Regions from separate parts of the Gasterosteus aculeatus genome. Here region 1 is linked to region 2. Evidence: chromatin contacts called from public Hi-C data. All regions are on one chromosome and are shown on one strand. Each heading gives the region's core, a stretch centred on a gene start, on an enhancer-like site or on the middle of the called end of the contact. The rest is flanking DNA. Distances are from core to core; before and after follow the strand shown.

The links. Hi-C and Micro-C count contacts between places; a contact is called where the count stands out from the background.
Region 1: a Hi-C map of whole body shows a contact between it and region 2, with 12 times the contacts expected there. The contact joins the enhancer-like site here to the promoter of LOC120808702 in region 2. A contact is called at or near these places in 3 of 6 Hi-C or Micro-C datasets (skeletal muscle, tail fin and whole body).

The regions. Positions count from the first base shown.
Region 1 is chr12:24,832,262-24,838,998 of fGasAcu3.hap1.1, forward strand. No RefSeq gene overlaps it. Among protein-coding and RNA genes, the nearest start is that of gpatch1, 14 kb to the right of the region's middle. Within about 2 kb of position 5,335, at least 3 of the 9 cell types and tissues checked have open chromatin away from gene starts, as enhancers often do.
Region 2 is chr12:24,603,091-24,610,564 of fGasAcu3.hap1.1, forward strand. It overlaps LOC120808702 (transmembrane protease serine 9), which reads right to left and starts at 1,811. Exons shown (of 14, transcript XM_078085548.1): 1 at 1,744-1,811; 2 at 1,436-1,539; 3 at 1,277-1,356; 4 at 989-1,070; 5 at 735-915; 6 at 432-565; 7 at 191-351. The coding sequence starts at 1,795. galr1b (galanin receptor 1b) reads left to right here and starts at 4,584. Exons shown (of 3, transcript XM_078086075.1): 1 at 4,584-6,201; 2 at 6,735-6,800. The coding sequence starts at 5,512.

The DNA of each region.
Region 1 (6,737 bases), core at 4,085-6,584, 230 kb after region 2:
GGAGGTAGAGTCTGAAGAGGTGTGTCTTCAGTCTGAAGATGTGAAGGCTCTCTGTGGTCCTGATGTCTTCAGAGACCTCCTTCCACCATTTAGGAGCAGGACAGCAAAGAGTGGAGATCTAGTGGAGTGTTTTGCTCTCAGTGAGGAGGAACAAGCAGTTTATCACATGCAGAGCGGGGAGTGCGGGTCGGGGTGTCGGGTTGGACCAGGTCCTGGATGTAAGCTGGACCCCATCCATTCACAGCATGGTACGTGAGCACCAATGTTTAGAACTGGATGAGCCGCCGGTACCAGTGAAGAGAGCGGAGGAGTGGAGGAGTGAGGGAGAACTTAGGAAGGTTAAAGACCAGTGGAGCTGCTGCATTCTGGATGAGCTGCAGAGGTGGAATGGTGGTAGCAGGAGACCTGCAGGAGAGAGTTACAGTAGTCCAGGAGGGAGACGACAAGAGCCTGAATCAGTACCTTCTGAGTGAGAAGAGGACGTGTCTCCTGAAATTCTAGAGCGTGTATCTACAGGATTGTGTTGTCAGTGATGTTGGGAGTCAGGGAGAGTCGGCTGTCGACGTCACGCCGAGGTTCCTGCAGTCAAAGTGGACGTTAACACGGAGTCGCCAAAGTTGACTGTCAGGTCCTGTGAAGGAGAATCTCCCTGGAAAGAGAAGTAGTTCAGTCTGTCGGGGTTTATTTTCAGATGGTGGGCGGATCCACTGAGAGATGTCAGTCAGACAGGCAGAGATCCGAGTGAGGGAAGGAGAGAATTAGTTGGGTGTCATTGGCATCGCTGTGGTAGGAGAAGCCATGCGAGCAAATGACAGCGCAGAGAGAGTTGGTGTAGAGCGAGAAGAGAAGGGGACCCAGGACGGAACCCTGAGGAACACCAGTAGTAAGAGGACAAGGTCCCCACACAGATCCTCTCCAGGTTACCCGGTAGGTGCGTCTGTCGAGGTAGGACGAGAGAAGGGAGAGAGCAGAGCCTGAGGCACCAAGTTCCTGAAGGGAGGAAATAAGGATCTGGTGGTTGACCGTGTCAAATGCAGCAGAGAGGTCCAGAAGGACGAGGACAGAGGAGATAGATGAGCTCTAGCAGTGTGGAGTTGCTCTGAGACAGCAAGGAGAGCAGTCTCTGTGGAACGGCCTTGAAGCCTGACTGGTGGGGGTCAAGGAGGTTGTTACGGTGGAGATAAGAGGAGAGTTGGTTAAAGATCACACGTGCAAGGGTTTTGGACAGAAAGGGAAGAAGAGAGACCGGTCTGTAGTTGTGTTCTTCAGAAGGGTTGAGGGTGGGTTTCTTCAGGAGACGGTTAACTCTTCTCCTTCAGAGAATTGGGAAAACAGCCAGATAACAGAGCGTTGTTGATGAGACAGGTGAGGAAAGGAAGAAGGTCAGATGTGATGGAATGGGGTCAAGAGGGCAGGTGGACGGGCAGAGGTTACTAGGGTAAGAACTTGGTTTGGAGACAGGGGGTGAAGGAGGGAAGTGAGGGCGATAGAGGTGAAGCCAGTGGGTTTGAGAAAGAGGAGCGTATGTCAGCTATTTTCTTGGTAAAGTAGTTGACAAATTCTCCTGGAAGGAGGTTGGAGAAGATAGAAAATAGTTTTTTGGGGTCAGAAATGAAGATTGGATTCTGGATTGGTAGAAAGAGCTTTGTGCAGCAGAGACAGAAGCAGAGGAGAGAAGAGATTGAAACTCAAGCAGGTCATCAGGTCATTTATATTTGCACCGTCTCCTCTCCGATGCTCGCATGGCGGCTCTCATGGCACCGGATCAGACCGACACGGAGTCGGAGGGGATTCACATTACATTACAGGTCATTTAGCAGACGCTTTTATCCAAAGCGACTTACATTACACTTTAAACCCATGGCTTTTTACATTTTTGCCCAGGGAGCAATTAGGGGTTAGGTGTCTTGCTCAGGGACACTTCGACATGGAACATGGGGCAGCCTGGAATTGAACCACCAACCTTGTGCTTCCCAGCACACCTTCTCTTACCCCTGCGCCACGACGATTTACCAATCGGGTTGTCAGAGGACAGAGAGTCTAGAGAGGAGGACAGAGGAGAGTCTCTGCAGCAGCGTCAGATGAGTGAGAAGGAGTCAGTAGAAGGGAGAGCTGATAGAACAGAGGAGGAGAGAGGAAGAGAGAGGGGGAGAGAGGGGGAGAGAGGAGGAGAGAGGAGGAGAACAGGTACAGAGTCAGTTAGTTACAGAGAGTAAGAGATGAAGAAGTGGTCAGACACATGAAGTGGAGTCACAGAGAGGTTGGTGGTGCAGCAGTTTCTAGTGAAGATGTAGTCGAGGTGATTGGCGGCTCTGTGAGGAGGAGGAGAGGGACTGAGTGACAGCGAAAGAAGAAAGTAGGAGGTCAGATGACGTCTCTGTCCGGATGTTGAAGTCACCCAGGAGGACGAGCGGAGGGACATTTTCAGTAAACAGCCACCACCCTGCCAGTTGTTTGTGTGTGTGTGTGTGTGTGTGTGTGTGTGTGTGTGTGTGTGTGTGTGTGTGTGTGTGTGTGTGTGTGTGTGTGTGTGTGTGTGTGTGTGTGTGTCTGTGTGTGTGTGTGTCTGTTTGTGTGGCTGAAGGAGAAGGTGGAGGAGAGAGCAGCTGGGTGGAGGTGTTCTCAGGTGTGATCCAGGTTTCCTTTGTTAAAGTCCCCGAGGACAATAACCAAGGAGTGTGTGTGTGTGTGTGTGTGTGTGTGTGTGTGTGTGTGTGTGTGTGTGTGTGTCTCTGCTGACATTTGGGAGTTTGCCCTAAATTGATTCAAACAGGAAGTGGAGGAGAAGCATTTCTCCGTCAGCTCTTTTCACTTCCTCTTTTCTCCAGGAGGCCGACTGAGGGAGACGGTCGGGGGGCTCTTCCTATTCCTCCCCTTTCTCCTCCTCTTCCTCCTCCTCTTCCTCCTTGTCTTCGTCCTCCTTGCACTAAACTCTGTCTCATAGTGTTTTCTGCTCAGCAGGACGTGCAAAGACATTTTGGGCTCAAACCAAAGCAAAAGGGCACCTGTCGCCAAAATGATTCAAAAAATATGAATAATAAAATAAACAAACACAGTAGAATGTGGAGTCTCTCTTTTCTTGGCATTATGCTGCACATTCTGTAAATGAAAATAAAACTAGTGAACTTTATCTAATGTCTGATTGTCCGTTTGTAGAACAATAAAAGTCTCTATTTGTCGCTCTTCTTTAAACAGGACACACGTCAGTAAACTGGAGCAGCCTCTGAAGTCACGCATTCGCTGGGTTTTTGGTTTCTTTTGTAGGAAACGTTGGACCGGTTTCCACGTAACGTTTTCAGCGGCGCTGATGACGTAGTTCATTTATCACTAAACACGTCATCACCTGAGCGTCCGATCTGCAGCCGTCTGGAGGAGGAAGAGGAGGAGGAGGAGGAGGAGGAGGAGGAGGAAGAGGAGGAGGAGGAGGAGGAGGAGGAGGAGGAGGAAGAGGAGGAGGAGGAGGAGGAGGAGGAGGAGGAGGAGGAGGAAGAGGAGGAGGAGGAGGAGGAGGAGGAAGAGGAGGAGGAGGAAGAGGAGGAGGAGGAGGAGGAGGAGGAGGAGGAAGAGGAGGAGGAGGAGGAGGAAGAGGAGGAGGAGGAAGAGGAGGAGGAGGAAGAAAGAGGAGGAGGAAGAGGAGGAGGAGGAGGAGGAAGAGGAGGAGGAAGAGGAGGAGGAGGAAGAGGAGGAGGAGGAAGAAGAGGAAGAGGAGGAAGAGGAGGAGGAGGAAGAGGAGGAGGAGGAAGAAGAGGAGGAGGAGGAAGAGGAGGAGGAGGAGGAGGAAGAGGAGGAGGAGGAAGAAAGAGGAGGAGGAAGAGGAGGAGGAGGAGGAGGAAGAGGAGGAGGAAGAGGAGGAGGAGGAAGAGGAGGAGGAGGAAGAAGAGGAAGAGGAAGAGGAGGAGGAAGAAGAGGGAGGGGCGGGGCTTGTGAGTGCGCCGAGCATGTTGGGGCGAAAGAACTCACATAAATAACCCGTCAGATATAAAAACACACTTGGGGGGATTTGATGACAGAGAGAGTCATTTTTATTCTTAAATATTGGTGAAAAGCAGAAGGGGCCCTTTTCTCATCCAGGTGTCAGAACCACAGGGGGTCCAGGGTCTGGTCCAGGTAGACCACCCGTCCATGTGCCTGCTGACTACTACAAACCTCCCATTCTCAGGTTGAGCTCTGTCACTATTGTAGTTATGAGCACAGCTAGCAATGTTAGCTTGTAGCAGCCTAAACAAAATAATAAAACGCCTCAATCTGTAAATACAATATATATATATATACAGTATTTGTACACAAATACTTGTAATCACATGTTATTATTGCATTCATACTCCCGTTTATAAATATATTCTTATTCTTGTGTCCTGAGATAGATTTACCTCCATGGGATGAATCAAGTTTGAGATAGAATTAGATAGAACTGTAGATAGAACTGTATCAAACAGAAGCTCACCATCTCTTTAAATATCTCCATGACAACAGACCAGGGGTCTGTTTCAAGTGTTACAGCTGTTCAGAGTCGGTTGACTCAGTTGAGCCGCGCAGCATCACAGTATGAAGGCAGCATGAATGGACGAGTTACCATGACAACCACAAACAATATGTTCACCTGCAAGTATTAATGCAACGAACGGCGAGTATGAACCCGTGATCAGACAGAAAAGCAACACGCTGCTGCAGCAAAAAACAGAGGAACAGCGTAAGTTCCACTATAGTGTTAAGTTAATATTTGATGTACACTAATCATAATCCATACGCTTTACTAATTCCCAGTGTTTGTTAGAATGCACTACACACAGGCTGGAAATACACACACATGCTCATATTTAATCGCTGGTATAAACTGGCTCGATGGTGTTGGACCTGTAATGGGTTTTCTTCAGGTCCTGTGAGACTCCTCTTTAACGTTTCACTGGTTTGTGTCCAACAAAAAGGTTTAAAAGACGTCTCTCACGGTCTCTGCATGCAGCAGCTTTACTGATATACAGGAATTGTAATTTATTTTAGGATTTCCCAATTTGATTGTCTGCATTGATGGAATCACTGCTCAGTGGATGAAGCCGACTGTGTGAACAGGAAGTGTTTTCACAGCATCAACGTGCAGATAAAATGACCACATGACTGTAACACGCCTCATTCTCTGTACCAACCACATCATATGTGATGCTGCATACCTGATAACTCCCCAGGTAACTGCACGGCTTCATCCTTACATGCACACACACACAGCTCACACCCAAAGACACAAAAGACACACACTGACTCACACACTTTTTTACAGTGTGGACTTTGTGTCCTCCCCCCCGCAGGAAGATAAGAGTTTAGCTCAGTAATAAATCCTTGTTCCTCCTCTCTGCTGGAGTTTGGCCTCTGTTCACATACAAACACACACAGATAAACACACACACACACACACAAACGCACACACATGAACACGGCAACGAGCAGAACATCTCTTAATGGCTCGTCTTCATTTCAGTGAAACCACAAACCTGAAAATCCAACAAAAAACTGAAAAGAAACACAGCAAAGTACACAGAGGGGAGAGGAGACAAGGCGAAAAGAAGACAAAGACACAGTGATAAAAGGAGAGGACACAAGGAGACAAGGAGACGTAGAACGTGTTATTTTAGGGTTAAGGTCAATAAAGGTTGGAAGTCGAGGCATTAAAGTGACTTTTCACTAAACAGGGAGGAAGCTGACGCAGCGACAGAAACAGCTCTGTGTGTTTGTGTGTGTTTGTGTGTGTTTGTGTGTGTTCAAGGTGAAGACACACAAAGAAATGTGGACTTTACAACAAACATTACATTGAGAAATATTTCCGTTTTGTGTTGATCTTTCCTGAATTTCTCTACTATATTTTGTATATTAAACTTTCATTCTATTTTTATCTTGTTTATTGTTTTAATGTTTTCAATTAATGGAGTTTCTTGAAAACAAAAGACTTTAATAGTCAGAAACTCCAACACAAAATGGCCCAAGGGGCGAAAACGCACACAGGTACCAGGGAAGAAGGCAGGCAGGAACTCTGAACATCCAGGACAATAGACAATGATTCAATGCTGGGGTTATGTGCCTTGCCCAAGGACACATGGACACACGGGTTAGCAATGCACAGGATTGAACCTCCAACCCTCTGATTGGAGGAAGATCTCCACTTCCTTTCCTTTTCCCTCCTGTTGTGATGATTTTAATGGTTGTATGTGGTGCACTTTGCATGTGCAATGCTCCTTTTCCTCTGGTTTCACATCACTTCCTGGTCGACACCACCGCCGTCACATGTCTACAAAATGACACGTGTTCCAACATTTTGGTATTTCTACCTTTTAAAGAAAAACATTGGGACTAAACACATATGAAGAAGACACGGATCCACAAAGAAGAGGTTCCGATGTCATCATAAGACCACGAGTGTCTGGTGAGTCTCCATCAGCGCCCAGCTGACTGCTGGGAATGACCCATGGTCACCCTGCCACGGCCCAGCTGATGATGTCATTGTGATGTCACAGGGGAACCCGACCGCTTACATTCCTGATGTCTTAAGGCGGCCTGCTCTGGAGCCGGTTCAGGTCTTTGGATTTGTTGCCATGGTGTTTTTGCCAAACCTGCTTTGTGGAACCAAAAATCCTGATCAATGTAATCTTATCCTGAAAATAATCCGGCTAACTCAGTTAGCGACGTACGAGGAACGGAGCCCAGGTCACAGAACCAGGACGAGGCTAACTTAGCTTAGCACAAACACTGGA
Region 2 (7,474 bases), core at 561-3,060:
CAGCTGGTCTCTTCAGCTGAAGCGTGTTGGACAGATGGAACCAGCGTGCGTTGAGCGGCCGAGTCAGACAGTTCACTTCATCCAGACACAATCAGTGATGTTCAGTGTTTTTATTCATCGTCTACACACACTATCTGAGGCAGGACTGTCGAGGTTGGGGGGCTTGAGGGGGTTTGGGCCTCTGAGCACTTAGTTGGCGGCGAGGATCTGGTCTACCCAGCCACGGAGCTCCGTAACACGGGCGTAGGCGGCGGGGGTGGAGGTGGAGCAACGGCTGCTTCCCCAGGAGACGATACCGACCAGAGTCCAGGCGTTGTCCTTCTGACAGACCAGAGGACCGCCGGAGTCGCCCTGGGAACAGAAACACCGATTAATACACAAACCCATCAACGGGAACCCGAGTGAGACCGGTGAGGTGGGCGGAGCCTCACCATGCAGGAAGTGGCTCCGGCTCCTCCGCCGCAGATCATCACGTCGGAGATGTTGCTGCCCCAGTGCTGCTTGCACTGCTCGTTGGACAGAAGGGGGAGCGCCGCCTGCTGCAGCTTGTTGGGCGTCCCGGGAGCTGTGGGAGCAGTCAACACGCACAGTCAGACACCCTTTCAGAGTAAAAGCACTACGACGCTTAGTTAATCTCTTTGACCAAAAGGCTTCTTTAATCATCACTCTCATGTGTTCAGAGTCCATGGAGCCAGCCAGCGAGATGCTCTCCAGTCACGTGACATGTGCCTCACCGTTGTAGCGGGTCAGACCCCACCCGGTGGTGACGCAGTTCATGCCGGCGGGGAAGTTGTCGGTGGACTCGGCGAGACAGACGGGTGACACGTTGGTTCCGAGCTGGGCGGGCGAGGCCAGCTTGATGAGGGAGATGTCATTGTTGATGGTGCTGGGGTTCCATCCGGGGTGGGTGAACACCTGTGAGGGGATGGGGGGGTTAGTGGGGAGGTTCTCAGTGCTGACACCTGATTAGCTGACGGATGGTTCTCACCTTGGAGGGCTTCAGGCGCTGGACGTCCTCGTTGGAGCCGTAGCCCTTATCGTGCTCTCCGACGATCACTACGTGGTAGGTCCTGTTAGGGAACAGCAAGTGCTGGTTTAATCACCAGATCTACTTTAATGACTCACGACTCTTTAGACCGATCCGCCGCTAAAATCTCTACACATTCGTTTTTAATAAAAACTGCATTCAATCACTGATGAATTCCTATGTCTGCGTTTGGGTTCCTGTCCTCTGCAGCAGCCAACAGGAGACGGACAGGAAGGGACGCGGACTCACTTGACGTTGCAGTGAGCGGCGGTCACCACCCAGTTCTCGTTGATCAGAGATCCTCCACAGAAGTGGAAGCCGCTAGATTGCTGAGAGGAAAGACGAGCAGGTCACACGAAGACGAAGAAGAGGAATAATGATTCAAAGAGCAGGAAGCAGCAGACTCACCTGCAGGGACACCTGCCAGGGCCAAGAGTGAGGCACCGCCTCTTCGCCGTTGACGATGCGGGCGTGGCCAGTCACCTTGGGGGCGATGGCGGGGATGCCGCAGCCTGAGAGGACATTAGAGGACGTTGTGTGTGTCGACGTGAACTTCATCCATTAATGTTTGAGAACAAACTGCTTTAACTTCTGTCATCACAAGTTCTTCTTCTTCTTCTTTTGTGTTTAACGGCTAAAACCCGAATGTAAATTTAAAGTCGCCATTCTTAGACGACTCACGCCCCTAAAGGTCTGACGTCAGACCGTGACCTCACCGTAGGCGGCGCTGACGAAGGCGAGGCAGGACACGATCCAGAGGAAGGCCATGATGAAGAGGAGGATGAAGTGCTGGAGGACCAAGCTGCTCTTTTATAGCCGAAGTTGACCTGGCCTCAGCCAATCAGAGGGGCCGGGGGTCCGTCCAGCTGGTTATCAGGTCACAGGGGAAGCGGCGTTCTCACAGGGTGCAACGCCTCAAAAGCCAACTCTCTGATTGGCTGCCGGCGGCCGCAGCCCGAGAGCACCAGTCAGCACATCTTGACTTTATTCTGACCGAGACCACAGATCATAAAGACAAACACAGACGTTATATACATTCAGTACCCAAAGTACAAGGAATAAAACAAAAGCCTTCAGTTACCTTCAGCAAAAACAAAATAACAAATCACTGACAAAACATGTCCGATAAAATAATAATGACAACACATTACATTCAGATTATTTATTGAATAAATTTAGTTAGAATGAAGATCTGTTTTTATTTCATTCACACAGCAGACTTTATCAAAGCTGCACGTACAATTACATCAAATATGTCTTATAATATTCATGTCATATCTTACCAATGTTTAATGTGTGAAGTAATATACGTACAACCTGGGTATATATATATATATAATATATATATATAAACATTTATCAGTGAAAAATACATACAGACCCACTGATGTACAAATGTTCTGAGAGCTGAGTGTGTTATCAGTGTTCCAACATTAACAGACACACATGGACACAGCTGTATTACATATGTATACTTATACATACATACATGTGATTTATATACAGTATACAGATATTTATATGGTGCTATTTCACCAAGGAAATGCAACTAACAAGTAGTTTACTTTGAATAAATACCTTTATTTTGAAAACACTGTCTTTGTGTATTATGCTGGAATGGATGCGAGTAGCCAGACATATTTAAGACATCAGACAAACCGCTGAATTACTCTTCATCGCCAAGAGTTGTAACGACAAAGACTAAAGTTTCTGTTTCTGAAGAAAACTCCACAGTATTTCTATTGGCTCCACTCTCACTTTCAACATGGCAGCAGCTGTGCCAGTTGCTAGAAGCTAATGACGCTAATTTGTTAATCTTTAACAGGCCAATGGACCCAGTTCAGGAAACCTTTACACAACTCTGAAGTCTTCTGAGAATCTCTGCAGCTGACAAGTTCCCCAACAACTGGATCCAGTTCTTCAAAGGGAACTCAAAGCTTCATGTGTTGAAGCTGCATTCTCTGTGGTGACCAGCAGGGGGCGACTCCTCTGCTCCCATAGACGTCTATGAGGAAATGACTCTACTTCTCTGTAGTGACCAGCAGGGGGCGACTCCTCTGCTCCCATAGACGTCTATGAGGAAATGACTCTACTTCTCTGTAGTGACCAGCAGGGGGCGACTCCTCTGCTCCCATAGACGTCTATGAGGAAATGACTCTACTTCTCTGTAGTGACCAGCAGGGGGCGACTCCTCTGCTCCCATAGACGTCTATGAGGAAATTACTCTACTTCTCTGTAGTGACCAGCAGGGGGCGACTCCTCTGCTCCCATAGACGTCTATGAGGAAATGACTCTACTTCTCTGTAGTGACCAGCAGGGGGCGACTCCTCTGCTCCCATAGACGTCTATGAGGAAATGACTCTACTTCTCTGTAGTGACCAGCAGGGGGCGACTCCTCTGCTCCCATAGACGTCTATGAGGAAATGACTCTACTTCTCTCTTGATTTATTCCCTCAGTAAACATTGTAAACATGAGTTTATGTCTCTGTCTCTAGTTTCAAGTCTTCTTCAACACAACATGATGTTCATTTAGTGACTTATGGTCCATTCAAACAGTCAAACAGACCATAAAGCAGAGGACGCTTTAGGGCGGATCCTAACGCTGATTGACAGGTCTCTACCAGAGATGGGTTTTCTGTTTATTCGTCTACCAACCTTACCACTTGGTTCAAACTCAGCTGTGAAATGGAAACATGAAAATGTTCCCAAACGTTGTGACTCTTGAGTTTGTTTCCAGCTGCTCATTAGAGCTTCCCATTAGTTTAATTTATTTGCCACTAATTGCATTAATTCAGAAGTTTCCTTTGTTTCAGGAAGTTTACAAATTATCGTGACATAAGAAATCCACCAACAATCAACGAGTGGTCAACAAATGGTCTCTGTGGGGCTGACGCCCAACGTTACGTAACCGGAAGAAAAGAACCAACTCAATTAGCAGGGAAATAGCATTTGCTCACAATAACTTTACTGAAAGTCCAAAAAGGAAAGCTGACAAATTCAATAAAACTGAATCGGACGTCTAAATCCCTTTCTCCGACTGGGAGGACGGCTGTTAGAAGTCCAGTCTGTTCCTTTCTCCTCACTCGGACCAACAGGAGCCTCTGATGCTGGATGGACCAATCAGACGCATCACTGTGACAAGGACGGGGGACGGGGGGACGGGGAAGACGTACAAGAAGCTACATTTATATGATATCCTACTTTGTGTTTGTAAAATGTTGCACGTTCTAAAATCCTGTTCCGTTTTGGTACATTCAACATTATCACATGAAAAAAAGCACGACAAAATTATATTATATTATATTATATTATATATATATAACCATAGAGAGAAATAGAGAGAAATTCATGAAATAACTTTTCCAAGAATAATGCTTGGCAGTTACACAAAGTTGTTAAATAATATAAATGTAAACGTTAAATGTAAATATAAATGTTAAATTTACATGTAAATGATCAATGTTATATATAAATGTTAAATATAAGTGTTAAATGCAGAGATCAAAGTCAGGTCCCCTTGGTTTAAATACTCCTTGAGACATTTCCACTTGCCTTTAATTATTCTTTATTTTGTTCATTAGTGACACCATCAAATGGTCTTAATACACGCCTCTTTCACCCTGTCACGTTCACCCTGTCACGTTCACCCTGTCACGTTCACTCTGTCATGCACACGCTCCTCGCTCACGTTCCACGGTCAAACACCAACACCTGTGCCAGGTAATCCACCGGATTATATTGACTTTGCGGCCTAATTGAAACATAACCTCCCATAGGGGGTGGAGCTAACAACCAAACAATAACAAAAATGGCTCTTACAGTAAATATAAATATCAAATGCTAAATGTAAATGTTCAATATGATTATGCTAAATGAGCTAAATGACATTCTACAAACGGCGCCCCATATAATTACAGAGTTAACTTGCACTAATATTATATGTGACAATACCACATGCAGTCATAAATATGATATCATAAATCATAAGAGAGCCACATGTAAACAACTGCAGTAACTAAGGTAACTACTGCTTAATGTACTACTAAGGTAACTACTGCTTAATGTACTACTAAGGTAACTACTGCTTAATGTACTACTAAGGTAACTACTGCTTACTGTACTGACTGAGGTAACTGACTTTGTAACTACTGACCCTTCTAACTATTGTAACTACTAGTTAATTACTATGTCTCATTTAATATAAAACACTGGTTTAAGTCCATTGATTCATATTTTTCATGATCCGGTTCCATGTTTAATTGACAGTCAATTGGCAAACAACGTTTTATTCTGAAATTCCTGGACAGGAAACAGTGCGTCCTGCTTCCGCCAGCTTGCCGTGTCTCCAGCAGCTCGTCGGATCAACGGACTCGTCAACGGCCGTGTCTGATCCGGATCATGGCCCGGGTCTCTGACTCAGTCAGTCACGGTCCACTCCGGCTCCCTGTGCTGTGATCCTCCGGCTCCTCCCGCGGACCTCCGCCATGCTGCAGCCGGGAAACCGCTCCTCCGGCTGGGCTCCACTCCTGGAGTCCAATCGGTCCGAGGCGGACGGCGACGGTTCCGGACCGGAGGCGGTGATCGTGCCCGTGGTGTTCGGGTTGATCTTCGTCGTGGGGGTGGTGGGGAACTCGCTGGTTATGGTGGTGATCGGGAAGGCCAAGTACAGCCTCGGCGGGGGAGGCGCAGGGCGGGGGAGGCGCACCAGCAGCCCGACCAACATCTTCATCCTGAACCTGAGCGTGGCGGACCTCAGCTTCCTCCTCTTCTGCGTGCCGCTGCAGGCCACCATCTACTCCCTCCCGGAGTGGGTGTTCGGCGCGGTGCTCTGCCAATTCGGACACTACTTCTCCACCGCCAGCATGCTGGTGAGCATCTTCACGCTGGTGGCCATGTCCGCGGACCGCTACGTCGCCGTGGTGCTCTCCAAGAAGTCCCGCTGCGTCCGGAGCCGCCGGAACGCGCTGGTCGGGGTGTGCGTCATCTGGACCTTATCGCTGGTGTGCGCGGTGCCGGTGGCGCAGCATCAGGTCCTCACCGACCACCCCAGCGCCCCCAACAGCACCTTCTGCTGGGAGCGGTGGTCCGGAGCCTCCAGGCGCACCTACAGGGTGACGGTGCTGCTGATCGGATACCTGCTCCCGCTGCTGCTCATCAGCTGCTGCTACACCAAGGTCGGGCCCGGTCCCGGTAATGTTTCACTCCCGCGGCCGTAAACCGCGCATCATAACGGCGAAGAGGGGCCAAAGGGCGCGCGCAAAGTCCCGAGGCTCATAAAACTGTGCGTAAAGTCCTGCAGCAAGCGCGCGAAGCCACTCACCGAGACACCGGCGTGACGTTTCAAAATAAAGCTCTTATATTACTATTTTAACAATGTCATAACTCAATTAATTCCCAGAAAAAAATATTTTATTTTTCATTTATTTATTTATCCTCAGGAGTGTCCCATGTCTCAGAGCTCTTATTGTGAAAGTCTGCGCGTTTCCCCATAGATCCCACTTACCTGAATACTTGAATATCCCTCATTTAAATGTTCCTTCTTCCTCCCACGTGCGTGAGGATGGAGGCCGGGAGGCGGAGCTAAAAGATCATCATCATCACAAGTTTAACTTGATTTGCTGCGCTCAACTTCAATATGATGTCTGTTAAAGTTATTTCATCATTATGTAAATCATCAGTTATTCACAATGTTAATTCTTTTTTTCAGGTTTTGTTTTATCTTCATAAAAAGATGAAGAACATGTCCAGGAAGTCTCAGCACTCCAAAAAAAAGGTGCACTTCTTCCTCCTCCTCCTCCTTGGTATCGTAGTACTGTTGGTTGCATTGTAGTATTGTTGGTGGTATCATAGTACGGTTAGTGGTCTCGTAGTACAGTTGGTGGTATCGTAGTACTGTTGGTGGTATCATAGCATGGTTGGTGGTATTGTAGTTCTGTTGTTGGTACTATGGGTGGTATCGTAGTACAGTTGGTGGTATCGTAGTACTGTTGGTGGTATCATATCATGGTTGGTGGTATTGTAGTTCTGTTGTTTGTAATGTACTATGGGTGGTATCGTAGTACAGTTGGTGGTATCGTAGTACTGTTGGTGGTATCATAGCATGGTTGGTGGTATTGTAGATCTGTTGTTGGTATTGTACTATGTGTGGTATCATAGTACGGTTGGTGGTATCTTAGTACAGTTGGTGGTATCGTAGTACTGTTGGTGGTATCATAGCATGGTTGGTGGTATTGTAGTTCTGTTGTTGGTATTGTACTATGGGTGGTATCGTAGTACAGTTGGTGGTATCGTAGTACTGTTGGTGGTATCATAGTACGATTAGTGGTATCGTAGTACAGTTGGTGGTATCGTAGTACTGTTGGTGGTATCATAGCATAGTTGGTGGTATTGTAGTTCTGTTGTTGGTATTGTACTATGGGTGGTAACGTAGTACAGTTGGTGGTATCG